Linked DNA regions of Sus scrofa: regions 1 and 3 are each linked to region 2. Evidence: chromatin contacts called from public HiChIP or PLAC-seq data. All regions are on one chromosome and are shown on one strand. The core of a region is the stretch at or near the end of the contact, and the rest is flanking DNA. Distances in the headings are between cores, read along the strand shown.

Region 1 (4,261 bases), core at 1,466-3,965, 260 kb before region 2:
CAAAAGGGCAGACACAGTGAGAAGGGCCTCACCTGTGCCATCCACTCAGAACAGAGCCGGGCGGCAGGCAGGAGGGAGAGGAGTTAGGTTTCAAAGTGCCCGAAGATGACAGAATGATGGCGGGTACTCGCCACCTCAAGACGGATGAGGGATTAATATCTAGATGAGGTGACACGAGGAAGGCCTGCAGAGCAACAGGAGGATAGCCATCCCACCCCAACACGGGCCAGGACAGGGACAGGCAGGTAAAGGAGACATGGACCCCCAAAGCTCACAGGCATGAGACATGATACTGCCCATCACAGATGTCACCTCTGCTGGACGGGCAAAGTGAGGAAGCCCAGCCTGGACAGCAGGTGGGGACCCAGGACCCCTCTGCTCTGTCCATGGGGCTGGGCCACGCTTAGTCAAATGCAATACAAGCCTGTCCTAGGGTCTAGCAGCTCCTGTCCTGATTACATCCTGGGCATCTCAGCCCCATCCCGACCTGGCAGATAGGAGTCGTCATGGCAACTTGTTCAGGGTCCAGGTGGGCAGAAAGTTGTGGGGCTGCACGTTGTGGGTTACAATGGGGCATCTGGAAACAACGAGGCTAAACTTTTAAAACCGTGCTGAGTGGAGTTCCCATTGTGGCTCAGCAGCTTATGAATCTGACTAGTATCCATGAGGATGTGGGTTCCCTGGCCTCACTTGGTGGGTTAAGGATCCGGCGTTGCTGTGGCTGTGGTGTAGGCTGGCAGCAACTGTTCTGATTAGACCGACCCCTAGCCTGGGAACCTCCATATGCCGCAGGTGTGGCCTAAAAGGACAAATAGACCAAAAAAATAAAAGGCCAGTGAGGCAGAGAGACTGTGTCCCCACACCCTTGCCATGACAGAGTGATACTAACTCTGGACCTGAGGTCCATGAAGGGGACACATAGTTGGGGCCAGGAGCTCAAGGGGGGATGCTCTCCTGCGTCAGTGTCCTACACACCTGGCGTGCTCCCCAGCTCGCCCTACTTTCGTGCCCTGGAAATGGAAGTGGAAGGAACCTCTAACTGCAGCCACGGGGCACATCTGAACTGGACGCGAGGAGGAGAGGAGAAGCAGGCTTTTAAAAATATCTCCATAATTGGAGTTCCTGTCATGGCGCAGTGGAAACAATCCGTCTAGGAACCATGAGATTGCGGGTTCGATCCCTGGCCTCACTCAGTGTGCTAAGGACCTGGCGTTGCCACGAGCTGTGGTGTGGGTCACAGATGCGGCTTGGATGTGGTGTTGCTGTGGCTGTGGCATAGGCCGGCAGCTGTAGGTCTGATTAGACCCCTAGCCTGGGAACCTCCATATGCCGCAGGTGCCGCCTAAAAAAAAAGACCAAAAAAAAAAGGTCTCCATAATTGGAGTTCCCCTCGCAGCTCAGCGGTAACAAACCTGATCAGTGTCCATGAAGATGCAGGTTCGATCCCCGGCATCACTCCGTGGGTTAAGGATCCAGTATTGCCAAGAGTATTTGACCCCTAGCCTGGGAATTTTCATATGCTGCAGGTTCAGCCCTAAAAAGAAAAAAAATCTCCGTAATTAATGAGTTTTCTCTCTTTTCCTTAAGGAGAGTCCTTGTCTTTAGACACATTCAGAAATGTGTGTGAGACTCTGTGATGTTTAAGATGTGCTTCAGAAAATAATCTGAGAGGGAGAGGGGGTGGGAGGTTGGCCACAAGCCTGGGAATGGGTTCATTATGCCTTTTTCTCTATGTATTTGTATATTTGAAAGTAAAAGGAGAAAGTTCCCAGGAAGAAAGTCTCTCACATGAGGAGACTAGCACCTGACCTCAGGGAGCCCCCAGTCTGATGGGGGAGACAACAGCCCTCTGCCCTCTGTGTGCCAAGGCCTCCCTGCATCTCCTTAGCTCCCCCTGGACCCCAGCTGGGGGCCCCATGTGCGACAAACATGGTCCTAGCACCAAGAACTGAGCCCCTGGAACTGGTCCTTGTCGCTGAAGCCCAAGGTCAGACACCAGAAACACATCTAAACAAACCTGGATCTGGATCCAGTTCTACCTGTATGTAGCCCTTAATTTCTCATCTTTTTTTTTTTTTTCCATCTTTTTGCCATTCCTTAGGCCACTCCCGTGGCATACGGAGGTTCCCAGGCTAGGGTTCTCATCGGAGCTGTAGCCACTGGCCTACACCAGAGCCACAGCAACGCGGGATCCAAGCTGCGTCTGCACACAGTAACACCGGATCCTTAACCCACTGAGCAAGGCCAGGGATCAAACCTGCAACCTCATGTTCCTAGTCAGATTCATTAACCACTGAGCCACGATGGGAACTCCTTGATTTCTCATCTTAACAGCACCTGCCTAGAACAGAGACAATACCCAGCAAGTCCAGCTATTTTCAGTGGGGAGAAATCTCCACTGGCCCATCCCTGCCCAAACTGAGTCTCCGTTCCTCTTTTTTTTTTTTTTTTTTTTTTTTTTTTTTGGCTTTTTGTATTTTTAGGGCCACACCCTGCAGCATATGGAGGTTCCCAGGCTAGGGGTTGAATGGGAGCTGTAGCTGCTGGCCTACACCACAGCTCAGAGCAACGCCAGATCCCTAACCCACTGAGCAAAGCCAGGGATCAAACCTGTGTCCTCATGGAGACTAGCCGGGTTCGTTAATCACTGAGCCATGACGGGAACTCCCCGAGTTTCTGTTCTTAGTGTGCTTACTCACCTCTTCCTGCCTCTGCCTCAATATCTGTACAGTGACGACCAGAATCACAGGGTCAGGGGTGGGGCAGAGGATTAAACAAGGCAGTGTTTCATAAATGCTCACTCTGTCACCAGGGCCAGGGGAGAGAGCTGGCCAGGGTCACACACCCAGGTAAGGGCCAAGCTGGTTCATTCGCAGGTGCAGGACACAGAGCCAATTGCCATTCCTTCCCCCACCTCCCCTGCACCTTAAGGCTTTCATACTGTCAGACCCAGTGTCCTCATTCGGAGTCAAGGGTGGTGACCCTGGGACCATCCCCTCCAGCCCCCAGGCCCACTCCTGGAGCCTCTGACTCAGGGGAGCACCAGGAACCCTGCAGGGGCAAGATGCAAGCCAGGGGAGGGAGGGCTGGGGAAAGAGGGAGACAGAAGCCTTTATCCTGCCCCCCAGGAGCACAAAGGGGTCCAGGGACATCTGTCTGGGAGAGTGCGTCCAGACTAAGGCCTCTATCTGAGGCTGCTGGGTGACTCCTAAGCCAAGCGTCTTAGCTGGGTCCAGAGTCTCCCTTCACAGCAGAAATAATAATAGTAACAATAATAGCCAACACCCACATAGTTTCCACTGCATACAAGGCAACGTTCTACTCACCTTGTGTATATTATCCCATATAATTCTTTTTTTTTTTTTTTTTTTTTTTTGCTTTTTAGGGCCTCACCCGTGGCATATAGAGGTTCCCAGGCTAGGGGTCCAATAGGAGCCACAGCTGCTGGCCTACGCCACAGCCACAGCAACTCGGGATCCAAGCTGTCTGCAACCTACACCACAGCTCACAGCAACGCCGGATCCTTAACCCACTGAGCAAGGCCAGGGGTCGAACCCGAAACCTCATGGTTCCTAGTCGGACTCGTTTCCACTGTGCCACGACGGGAACTCCATATCCCATTTAATTCTTACAACAATCCTAAGAGGTCTATATTATTATTGCCCCCACTTTACAGATGAGAAAACTGAGCACTGAGCGGATGAGTAACTTTCCCAAAGCCACTCAGTTTGTAAACAGCAGAGCTAGGATTTGATCCCACACTGTCTGCTTGGAGTCTGAACTCTCAATCACCCCAGCACACACTCAGAGAGCGAAAGCCTGGCTTCTTCTGAGCTGGTGCATCTGAGCTCTCGGGGGTCTGGTGGTTGTTGATACAGAGGAGGAAGGACTCGATCACAAAGGGGCACAGGCCATGTCTCCTTCACCCATGGGAGCCTGGGGCACCTGCCCCCGTCGGCCTCCTGGGAATTCAGATGGTGGGGAGTCCAGGCAAGGCAGAGCTGGCACCCAGTTTGCACCCACGTTCATGGGCGGGGCAGCCAGCACTGGCCTGGGGTGGGACCTCCATGTGTCTCTTCCTCAGGAAAACAGAGTGGAAACAAGTGAGCAGAGGCGACACTATCGGAGAGGTGGCCTTGAATTCCCTTTTTTCCTTCTTTTTCTTTAACTTATTTTTTCTTTTTTTAGGGCCACACCCATGGCATATGGGAGTTCCCAGGATAGGGGTCAAATCAGAGCCTCAGCTTCTGGCCTACACCAC
Region 2 (4,544 bases), core at 238-2,737:
ACAATGCAAACTTCATGTTAAATATATTTTAAAATCTTAGGGGAGTTCCCTTCATGGCACAGTGGAAACAAATCTGACTAGAATCCATGAGAATGCAGGTTCATTCCCTGGCTTTGCTCAGTGGGTTAAGCATCTGGCATTGCTGTGAGCTATGGTGTAAGTTGCAGATGTGGCTCGGATCCCACATTGCTGTAGCTGTGGTGTAGGCCAGCTGCTACAGCTCCAATTTGACCCCTAGCTTGGGACTTTCCATATATGCCACAGGTGAGGCCCTAAAAGGTAAAAAAAAAAAGAATCTTAGGCATTTAAAAACAATGCTACTCTGAAATCCAAGCCAAGAGCTTCGGGGGACACCTGGGCCTTTCCTGGGCAGTGTGGCCGCCTGTGAAGAGAATGGAGCCAGCCCAGCTGGTACTAAGATCATAAAGGGATCTCCTTACCAAGAGCACGTGCTAACAAGACTCACAGGGGTGAGGGCCCCAGCTCTGAATCTAGAAAGACTTTTTTTAGGGTCTCACCCATGGCACATGGAAGTTCCCAGGCTAGGGGTTGAATTGGAACTGCAGCTGCTGGCCTATACCACAGCTACAACAACGCGGGATCTGAGCCACATCTGCGACCTACACCACAGCTGGTGGCAGCACTGGATCCTTAAACCACCAAGGCCAGGGAACCTGCATCCTCATGGATACTAGTCAGATTCATTTTCGCTGAGTCATGATGGGAACTCCAAGAGACTGGTGTTAAACTCCAACTTTGCCAGTTACTAATGGTTAGTACTTTACTTCTCTGAGTCTGTTTTTCATCATCTGTAAACCAGGAATGATTCTTTGTTTTTGTTTTTTAGGGCCACACCTGCAGCATATGAAAGTTCCCAGGCTAGGGGTTGAATCAGAGTTGTAGCTACTGGTCTAGGTCACAGCCACAGCAACATGGGATCCAAGCCATGTCTTTGACCTACACCACAGCTCACGCCAATGCCGGATCCTTAACCCACTGAGTGAGGCCAGGGATCAAACCCACATCCTCATGGATACTAGTCAGGTTCGTTGCCACTGAGCCATGAAGGGAACACCCGGGATGATTCTTCTTACAGCACTTTACTGTCATAAGAATTAAATAACGATAATGAATGTAAAGACATTGACCTATTATAGGTGCTCTACTGGGGAAGGGACTAGGTGTTACTGCGTATGGAATCCCTGGAACAGCACCTAGCACATAAGAGGTTCTTGGTAACTCTTTCCTGAACTGAGCTGATGTGGAGGCCCTTTGAGGATTTGGGACTGGTGGTAATAGTGGGTTCTAAGGTACTAAGGCTCCCTCTCATCCATCTTTGCCCCTCTGCCTACCAATGAAGGATTTCAAAACGGCGGTGCATCTGTAGTCCACTCAATGCCCATAGCCCCAGCGCCCTCTTTGTATGAGGCCCTTAGACGTCTCAGCCTGAAGGCAGCAGTAATCGCCCGCCACATTTTGTTTCCCATGTCTTGGTTTATACTGCCCTCTGGTGCGCATTTATGGGTTAGGCATGTCAGGTGCAGGTTCCTGGTGACTTTCTTGACATTGAAAAAGAGAGGCTCCCACCTGTGCGCAGTTTGCGTGGAACTGGGCGGCGGCTGGGGGGGGGTAATGTTTAAGACCCCTCCCCCAGGAAGTTCCCACTGTGGCTCCGAGGTAATTAGCACGATTAGTATCTATGAGGATGTGGGTTCCATCCCTGGCCTTGCTCAGTGGGTTAGGAAGCCCGGGTTGCGGTGAGCTATGGTGCAGGCTGGCAGCTGTACCTTCAATTAGACCCCTAGCCAAGGAACTTCCATGTGCTGCAGATGCGGCCCTAAAAAAAAAAAAAAAGAAAAAGAAAAAGAAAAAGAAAAGGCCCCCACACCCCAATTTAGCTTGAAATTCTCAAGGTTTACCCGACACAAGGGCTTTTTACCCACATCCTTGATTGCTCAGCTATCAAACAATGCCATCCTTCTAGGCTCAAACTTCTCGCCTATGTTCCACCAAGACCCAAAAGGAACAGGGTAGAGTTTATTTGATATCACTCCTCGTCTGGTGTCTGGTTTCCTCCAACCCCTGGGCAGTTCTTATCGCTGCCTCACCCTTTGCTCTAAAGGGCCTGCGGTGGCAGCAAGCCAACCAAGAACCAGAACAGACCCTCTCGATCCAATGCCTGCCACATGTGCCAGGTCCACCTGCTCCCACCACTCTGTGAGCGGAGTCCCTTCCCAAAGCTGAGCCCCCAGTCAGTGAACTCAGAGTAGGATTCCACAGGGCTGAGAGCAACGGTGGGGCTAAGATCCAGCTCCCCTCCCCCTCTGACCTCACCATGGAACCTGCTAGGAGTGTTTGCCTTTTATGATTAGGCTGAATCACAGGCAGCCCCTTGTGACTCACAAAAACAGTGATTAAAAAAAAAAAAAAAAAAGCAATAGAAGTTCCTGTTGTGGCTCAGCAGGTTAAGGATCCAGTATTGCTAAGAGCTGTGGTGTAGGTCACAGATGCAGCTTGGATCTGGTGTTGCTGTGGCTGTGGCATAGGCTGGCAGTTGTAGCTCTGATTCAACCCCTAGCCTGGGAACTTCCAATATGCCGAGGGTTGGGCCCTAAAAAGACAAAAACAAACAAATAAAAAACCCACCACCACCAACAAACCAGACCTAGACTTAGGCACATAAACCCTATGTGGGCCAGCGATGGCACCAGAGTTCACCCCGCTCACTGAGACCCAGGCTCATGGCCCAGCAGGATCCCAGATCCCCGTAGAATGGCAGGGAGGGCCTTATAGCTGAGAGAAGGTCAAGCTGATTTAAGGGGCCCAGGAGGGGCCCCACTCCCTGTGTCAACCCTCTGCTCCCAGGCAGGTCCGTGGTGATCTCCAGGCCAGGCTTGATCTGGGGAGAGCCATCACGGGAGGAGTGGCCAGTGAGAGAACACTTGGGAAGCCTTTCTTGCAAGATGGTGGTGGCTTTGCATGCAGTGGTGCTCTTTATCATTATTGTTATTAATATCAATATCACACCTGCAGCATGTGGAAGTTCCCAGGCCAGGGGTCGAATCAGAGTTGTAGCTGCTGGCCTACCCAACAGCCACAGCAACACCAGATCCCTGACCCACTTAGCACTGAGGCCAGGGATTGAACCCACATCCTCATGGATACTAGTTGGGTTTGTTATCATGGAGCCACAATGGGAACTCTATAATGCGAACTCCTAAAAAATTATATATGTAGTTCCACTTATGTTAACATATATGTGCATAGAAAGAGAACAGATAGGAAACAGCACCTAAATATTAGTAGTGGTGTGGCAGGTTGTATTTTTTAGTTTTTAAATTAAATTTAAATTTATTTATTTTTTATTTTTTGTTTTTTTAGGGCCGCACCTGCAGCATATGGAGGTTCCTAAGCTAGGTGTAGAATTGGACCTGTAGTCCCCAGCCTACACCACAGCCACAGCAGTGCCAATCCGAGCCGCATCTGTGACGTAACACCACAGCTCATGGCAACGCTGGATCCTTAACCCACTGAGGGAGGCCAGGGATCGAACCTGCATCCTCATGGATTCTGGTCGGATTCATTTCCACTGAGCCACAACAGGACCTCTGAGGCTATATATTCTAAATGGTTAAAACAAGACCCCCCCCCCATGCCCTGGGCTCTTCATACAATGTGACCTTGATTCTCCCATTGAGAGTTGTGGTCAAAGTTCCCTTTCTCTACATCCATGACTATGGAGGCAGTACAGCTTTCGCCTGATTCTCCCGGAATGTTCCTATTTGGAACCCAGACACCATGCTGTGGAGGGGTGCATGGAAAAGCCATGTGTAGGTGATTCGGCCAAAGCCCCAGCTGAGGTCCCAGCTTATTGTCAACACCAGTCACCAGGCATCTGAGTGAGAAAGCTCTAGCCACCTTCTGACTGCAACTCCATGACCTGAATAGCCTAACTTAGCCTAGTCCCCCCCTAGAGTCAGAAGATAATAGTGATTATTTTTTAAAACCACAGTTTGGGGGCAATTTATTGTACAGCAATAGATATTCAGAAAAAGTGGTTTATCTGGGTTGTAGGATTGTGGGTATTAAAATACTTTTTAAAAAAATTTATTTTTTAAATGGCTGCACTCGAGACATATGAAAGTTCCTATGCTGCAGCTATGGCAACACTGATCCTTTAACCTCCCGCAGCTGGGGATCAAACCCAAGCCCCTGCAGCGATCAGAGCTGCTGTAGTCAGATTCTTAACCTACTGTGCCATTGTTGGAGCAGGAATTCCAACTATATATATATATTGTCTTTTTGCCTTTTCTAGGGCCGCTCCCATGGCATATGGAGGTTCCCGGGCTAGGGGTCTAATAGGAGCTGAAGCCATCGGCCTATGCCAGAGCCACAGCAATGCAGGATCTGAGCCATGTCTGCAACCTACAGCTCACGGCGATGCCGGATCCTTAACCCACTGAACAAGGGCAGGGATCGAACCCGAAACCTCATAGTTCCTAGTCGGATTTGTTAACCACTGAGCCACGACGGGAACTCCTCCA
Region 3 (4,569 bases), core at 801-3,300, 190 kb before region 2:
AGCCTGCCAGACTGCCACTGCCTGACGCAGCCCCGGTGCCCTCTGCAGAACCCCATCATCACCCAGTTCTTCCCCACTCTGCTGCTGTGGTGCTTCTCGGCCCTGCTCCCCACCATCGTCTACTACTCTGCCTTCTTTGAAGCCCACTGGACACGGTGAGACACCCCCCACCCCCACCCCACACACGGCCCTTCATGGTAGCACCCCAGGGTGTGCACCCTCTGCCCCTCAGGCTCCCTGTCCTGGGCAGTCCCAGAGCTGGCAGAGGAACCCCACCCCCAGACCCCATACAGGCTGGGGGAGCAGGCGTGGGCGGCCAGCTCACCCGACCTCTGGCTGTGTGTCCCCTGCCCCAGCTCCGGCGAGAACAGGACCACGATGCACAAGTGCTACACCTTCCTCATCTTCATGGTACTGCTCCTGCCCTCGCTGGGACTGAGCAGGTGGGTTTCCGAGGGAGGGATGGGAGCTGGGGGGTGGGGTGGGAGGGAGATGGGAAGCAATTCGGGCTCCCTCCTTCCCTGCAGAGGCAGGGGTCCCATGCCTGGGGGGCACATCCCCAGAGCTCGTGAATGGAGCTCCCCCTCTCCTGGTATTCTGGGCCATTCCAGCCCCCCACACCTCCCGTCTCCTCTCCTCTCCAGCCTGGACCTCTTCTTCCGCTGGCTTTTTGACAAGAAATTCTTGGCCGAGGCAGCTATTCGGTTTGAGTGAGTGACCAGGGTCCCCAGGGAAGGAGACCAGATGGCGAGCATGGGGTACCCTCCATGGGGGGTGCAGCAGAGCTCCCACCCCTGTAGTGGGGGGGGCCTTACATCCAGGTTGGGTGGGGCCATCCCTAAGGCCGCCCCTGTGGGCTGTGTCTGGTGTATACATGGGATGTTCCGGGGTCTGTGTTGGGAACCTCTCCAGGTTCTGAGGTCACCCTCCAGGTGTATTGAGGGCTTTGGGGCACTTGGGGGCTTGTATCCCAGTGCTAACCGTGGGAGCCCCGAACTTCACTGGGGGAGAGGTCTGCTGTGGGATCTTGGTCACGCTGCAGGGTGACGTGGGCAGTCCTGGAGGCATCCCTGAAGGTCTCTGGAGTCCACACCCCTGAGCTTCGACAGAAGGCTCTTGGGCTCACAGCTGAGTGCCTGTAGGGGACTCTGGGCTCACACTCTGGGGTGTTCCTGGGCACAGGTTCTGGGAACACCTCTGAGGTCTTGGACTATTACCCAGAGGTGTGACTGTGCGGTTTTGCATGGGACACCTTCCCTGGGAAGCCCTGTGGGGGGTTTGGGTGGGCACATACGGTGGCTGTGGGCACAGGCTCCAGGGGGTCTTGCTCTATCTGTAGTAATCTTGGGCTAACTCGTGGGGTGTCATAAGTAGTGACAAAGATCCCTGGGCTCCTCCCTCTGAAGATCTCTGGAGGAGGGTCTCTGGAGCTTGAATTGGGGGTGTCTGAGGCTCATACTCTGGGTTAAGTTAAGGTCTAAGGCAGGGTGCCTTCTGGGTATTCCTGGGGCTCATACTCTTGGGTCTCGGTGAGGGGCGCTGGCTGGCTATGGAGATCCCTGGCAGTCATGCCCGGAATGCTCGTACCCTTAGGGGTCTCCAGCACTCTCTCCAGGGTCCTTAGGGGCACAGGTTCTAGGGGTGCCCCTGGGTGCACTCACACTGAGGGGGGGTGTCAGGGATTAACTTTGGAGCCATCTGTAGAACTCCAGTGTGGCCTCTGGGGTTCACACTCAAGGGGCACTAGGATGCAGGAGCTTTGAGAGCTGAGCTGGAGGGTCCATGTGGAAGAAGGCATCGTTGGGGGCGCTGGCAATGGGCAAGGGGCCACCTGGTCCCCCAAGGGTGCAGAGCTGGAGCACCTGGTGCCCGCAGGTGCGTGTTCCTGCCAGACAACGGCGCCTTCTTCGTCAACTACGTCATTGCCTCCGCTTTTATCGGCAACGCCATGGACCTGCTGCGCATCCCGGGCCTGCTCATGTACATGATCCGGCTCTGCCTGGCGCGCTCGGCCGCAGAGAGGCGCAACGTGAAGCGGGTACGGCCGCCCGGGGGCAGCCGCGGCCCGCACAGCGCTCCCTGGTGGGATCAACGAGAAACAGCGGCAGCCGTGCTAGAGTGGGGAGGGGCGGGGCACAGAGGTGCTGGGTCTTGGGAAGTTGAGGTCCGTGGCCCTGGGTTGTCTCCTTCCCATCTGGGGCCTCAGGTTTCCCATGTGTACAGCAGTGGGTCAACATAGCTAATCCTGAAGGCCCCTGCCAGTTCAGAGTCTGTGATGGGGTTGGGGGAGGTCTGGGTCTAGACTTAGGGCTCCTCTGCCCTAACCCCACAGGAGGGCTCTGGACATTCCCTTCCTGGGCCCACCCACCTGCCAGGCCTTGACCTCTCCAAGGCCCCTCCCTAGGCCCTGCCATTGTACCCACCCTGACCTCTGTCTCAGCACAGCCCCTCTCTCCATCGGCTTTGCCCTGTGCTCCCCTACCCTGGACAGTGGGTTCCTCCTCCCCGTGGCTTCTTTCCTGGCCCCTTCCCTGCCCTACCCTGAACAGTGGGTTCTTTTTCCCATGGCTTCTTTCGTGGCCCCAGGGTTCCTGGCCCCCCTTCCTCTTCCCACCTGCCCTGAGCCCCTCCAGCCCGCCCCACCCCACCCCTCCCCTCCCTGAGCCACCCTCGTGCCCATCTCCCCCCCAGCATCAGGCCTACGAGTTCCAGTTTGGCGCAGCCTACGCCTGGATGATGTGCGTCTTCACGGTGGTCATGACCTACAGTATCACCTGCCCCATCATCGTGCCCTTCGGTAGGCACCGCCGCGCCGGGACCTGGGCCCTGCTCGGGGGGACCCAGGACCTCTCCCACTCCACTTTAGCGAGGCAGGCCACTGAGTGGACAGGGCCCCGGCTGGGAGACCGGCCCCTCGGGCCTCCCACCTGGTCCCTGGTTCAGTCTGGGGCCCAGCCTGCGGGGAGGAGGGAAAAAGCCATCCCAGCTCAGGCTGGACTCAGCTGGCGTGCTGGGCTCCGCACGGCCACACTCGCTCACAGCCCGTGCCTTCACTCACGCGCGTGGCCTTGGACACGCATCACAGACCCCCTGAGGTGTCTGCACACACACTCCTACACAGCCCTGCACATTCAGGAAAGAGCTTTGGATGCCAGGGTGGGCTTTCATGGACATATCCCGCGTTAACTGAACTGTGTGACCCGGGCAAGTCCCTCTTCTTTTTGAGGAACGTTAACAGCTTCTCGTCATCATCTCCATTACAACCTCCACCCGCGGTCTCTCCCTTCCCGCCTCCAATATTCCTAACCCTTCACCACCCTCCCTGGTTTTCAGAGGCTCCAAACTCCCAAACCAACTGCCTCATCCCCCTTTGAAATGTCCCATTCCCTTGGCCTCCAGGAAAATAGAACTTACCACCTAATATATACTCATCTGTTTCGGGGCAGGGAGAGGAAAAATGATACAGGTTTTAAGAGGATGCTTGCTGAGCCAAACAGATGGATCTGGACTAGTAGCATTCCCAGTGAGGGGCTGCAGAGTGAAGGGCTTGAGGCGGAGGAAGCTGAGGTTCTGTGGTCCTGCAAGGGGCGCGGGGCGAGGGGCTCAGGGCTTTATCCTCTCCTGGGACTGGGGCAGAGGAAGGGGAGGCCAGCCCTTGGGCAACCTCAGAAGGCCCAGGACAACCCGTGACAGACACGCAGAGGTCCGGCCACGCCAGTTCCAAGGTCAGGGCCCATGTGGCTTCCCCCAGGGCTCATGTACATGCTGCTGAAGCACCTGGTAGACAGGTACAATCTCTACTACGCCTACCTGCCGGCCAAGCTGGACAAGAAGATCCACTCGGGGGCCGTGAACCAGGTGGTGGCCGCGCCCATCCTCTGCCTCTTCTGGCTGCTCTTCTTCTCCACCATGCGCACCGGTGAGGGCCACCCCCACCTTGGGGACCCAGCGGGGGCAGGGATGGGGGCAGGGGTGCAGAGGAGACTCCCACCCATGTCCGGGAGGCCACGAGGGCCGGGGGTCACAGGCAAGGGGCCTGGGAGCGGCCACAGCACATGGGAGCGCGGGTCTGTATTCAGAAGGGCACAGAAGCCCCTGGGAAGGGGGTCCAGAGGAGGAGCAGCAGCCCATTCTCTGCCCCCCGCACCAGGGTTTCTGGCCCCCACGTCCATGTTCACATTTGTGGTCCTGGTCATCACCATTGTCATCTGTCTCTGCCACGTCTGCTTCGGACACTTCAAATACCTCAGTGCCCACAACTACAAGGTGTGGGGCCGGGGGGCAGGGGGGTGGCTCGGGGGGGGCGGGGAGGGGGGCAGGGGAGTGGTTGGGAGCAGAGGGTTGGGCAGCAGAGGTGCCAAGAGGGAGCCAAAGGTATGGGCATCCCCCGCCCCCGTCCCCCATGACCCCTGACTCACTCCGGGCCCCTCAAGATCGAGCACACGGAGACAGACACCGTGGACCCCAGGAGCAACGGACGCCCCCCCAGTTCTGCCGCTGTCCCCAAATCTGCGGTGAGTACCCTGCTCCGTGGCCAAGGAGGGCTCACAGCTTTATCTGAGACATTTA

What was found. HiChIP or PLAC-seq counts read pairs in DNA pulled down with a chosen protein or histone mark.
Region 1: an H3K27ac HiChIP or PLAC-seq map of alveolar macrophages shows a contact between it and region 2. The contact joins two enhancer-like sites. A contact is called at or near these places in 1 of 5 promoter capture datasets (liver), 19 of 47 Hi-C or Micro-C datasets (alveolar macrophages, blood, brain and 11 more) and 2 of 2 datasets of contacts at active chromatin or transcription factors (alveolar macrophages and skeletal muscle).
Region 3: a contact with region 2 is called in an H3K27ac HiChIP or PLAC-seq map of alveolar macrophages. The contact joins two enhancer-like sites. A contact is called at or near these places in 5 of 47 Hi-C or Micro-C datasets (embryonic fibroblasts, liver, mesenteric adipose tissue and 2 more) and 1 of 2 datasets of contacts at active chromatin or transcription factors (alveolar macrophages).

What each region holds. Positions count from the first base shown.
Region 1 is chr7:39,090,361-39,094,621 of Sscrofa11.1, forward strand. No RefSeq gene overlaps it. Among named protein-coding and RNA genes, the nearest start is that of TMEM63B, 45 kb to the right of the region's middle. Within about 2 kb of position 2,716, at least 1 of the 83 cell types and tissues checked has an H3K27ac peak or open chromatin away from gene starts, as enhancers often do. A contact at or near this core is called in alveolar macrophages, where this site is marked.
Region 2 is chr7:39,347,559-39,352,102 of Sscrofa11.1, forward strand. No RefSeq gene overlaps it. Among named protein-coding and RNA genes, the nearest start is that of SPATS1, 2.7 kb to the right of the region's middle. Within about 2 kb of position 1,488, at least 22 of the 83 cell types and tissues checked have an H3K27ac peak or open chromatin away from gene starts, as enhancers often do. A contact at or near this core is called in alveolar macrophages, where this site is marked.
Region 3 is chr7:39,159,466-39,164,034 of Sscrofa11.1, forward strand. It overlaps TMEM63B (CSC1-like protein 2), which reads left to right. Exons shown (of 24, transcript XM_005666056.3): 16 at 49-155; 17 at 357-443; 18 at 645-710; 19 at 1,876-2,038; 20 at 2,692-2,797; 21 at 3,752-3,919; 22 at 4,151-4,266; 23 at 4,434-4,514. Among named protein-coding and RNA genes, the nearest start is that of CAPN11, 7.2 kb to the right of the region's middle. Within about 2 kb of position 2,051, at least 4 of the 83 cell types and tissues checked have an H3K27ac peak or open chromatin away from gene starts, as enhancers often do. A contact at or near this core is called in alveolar macrophages, where this site is marked.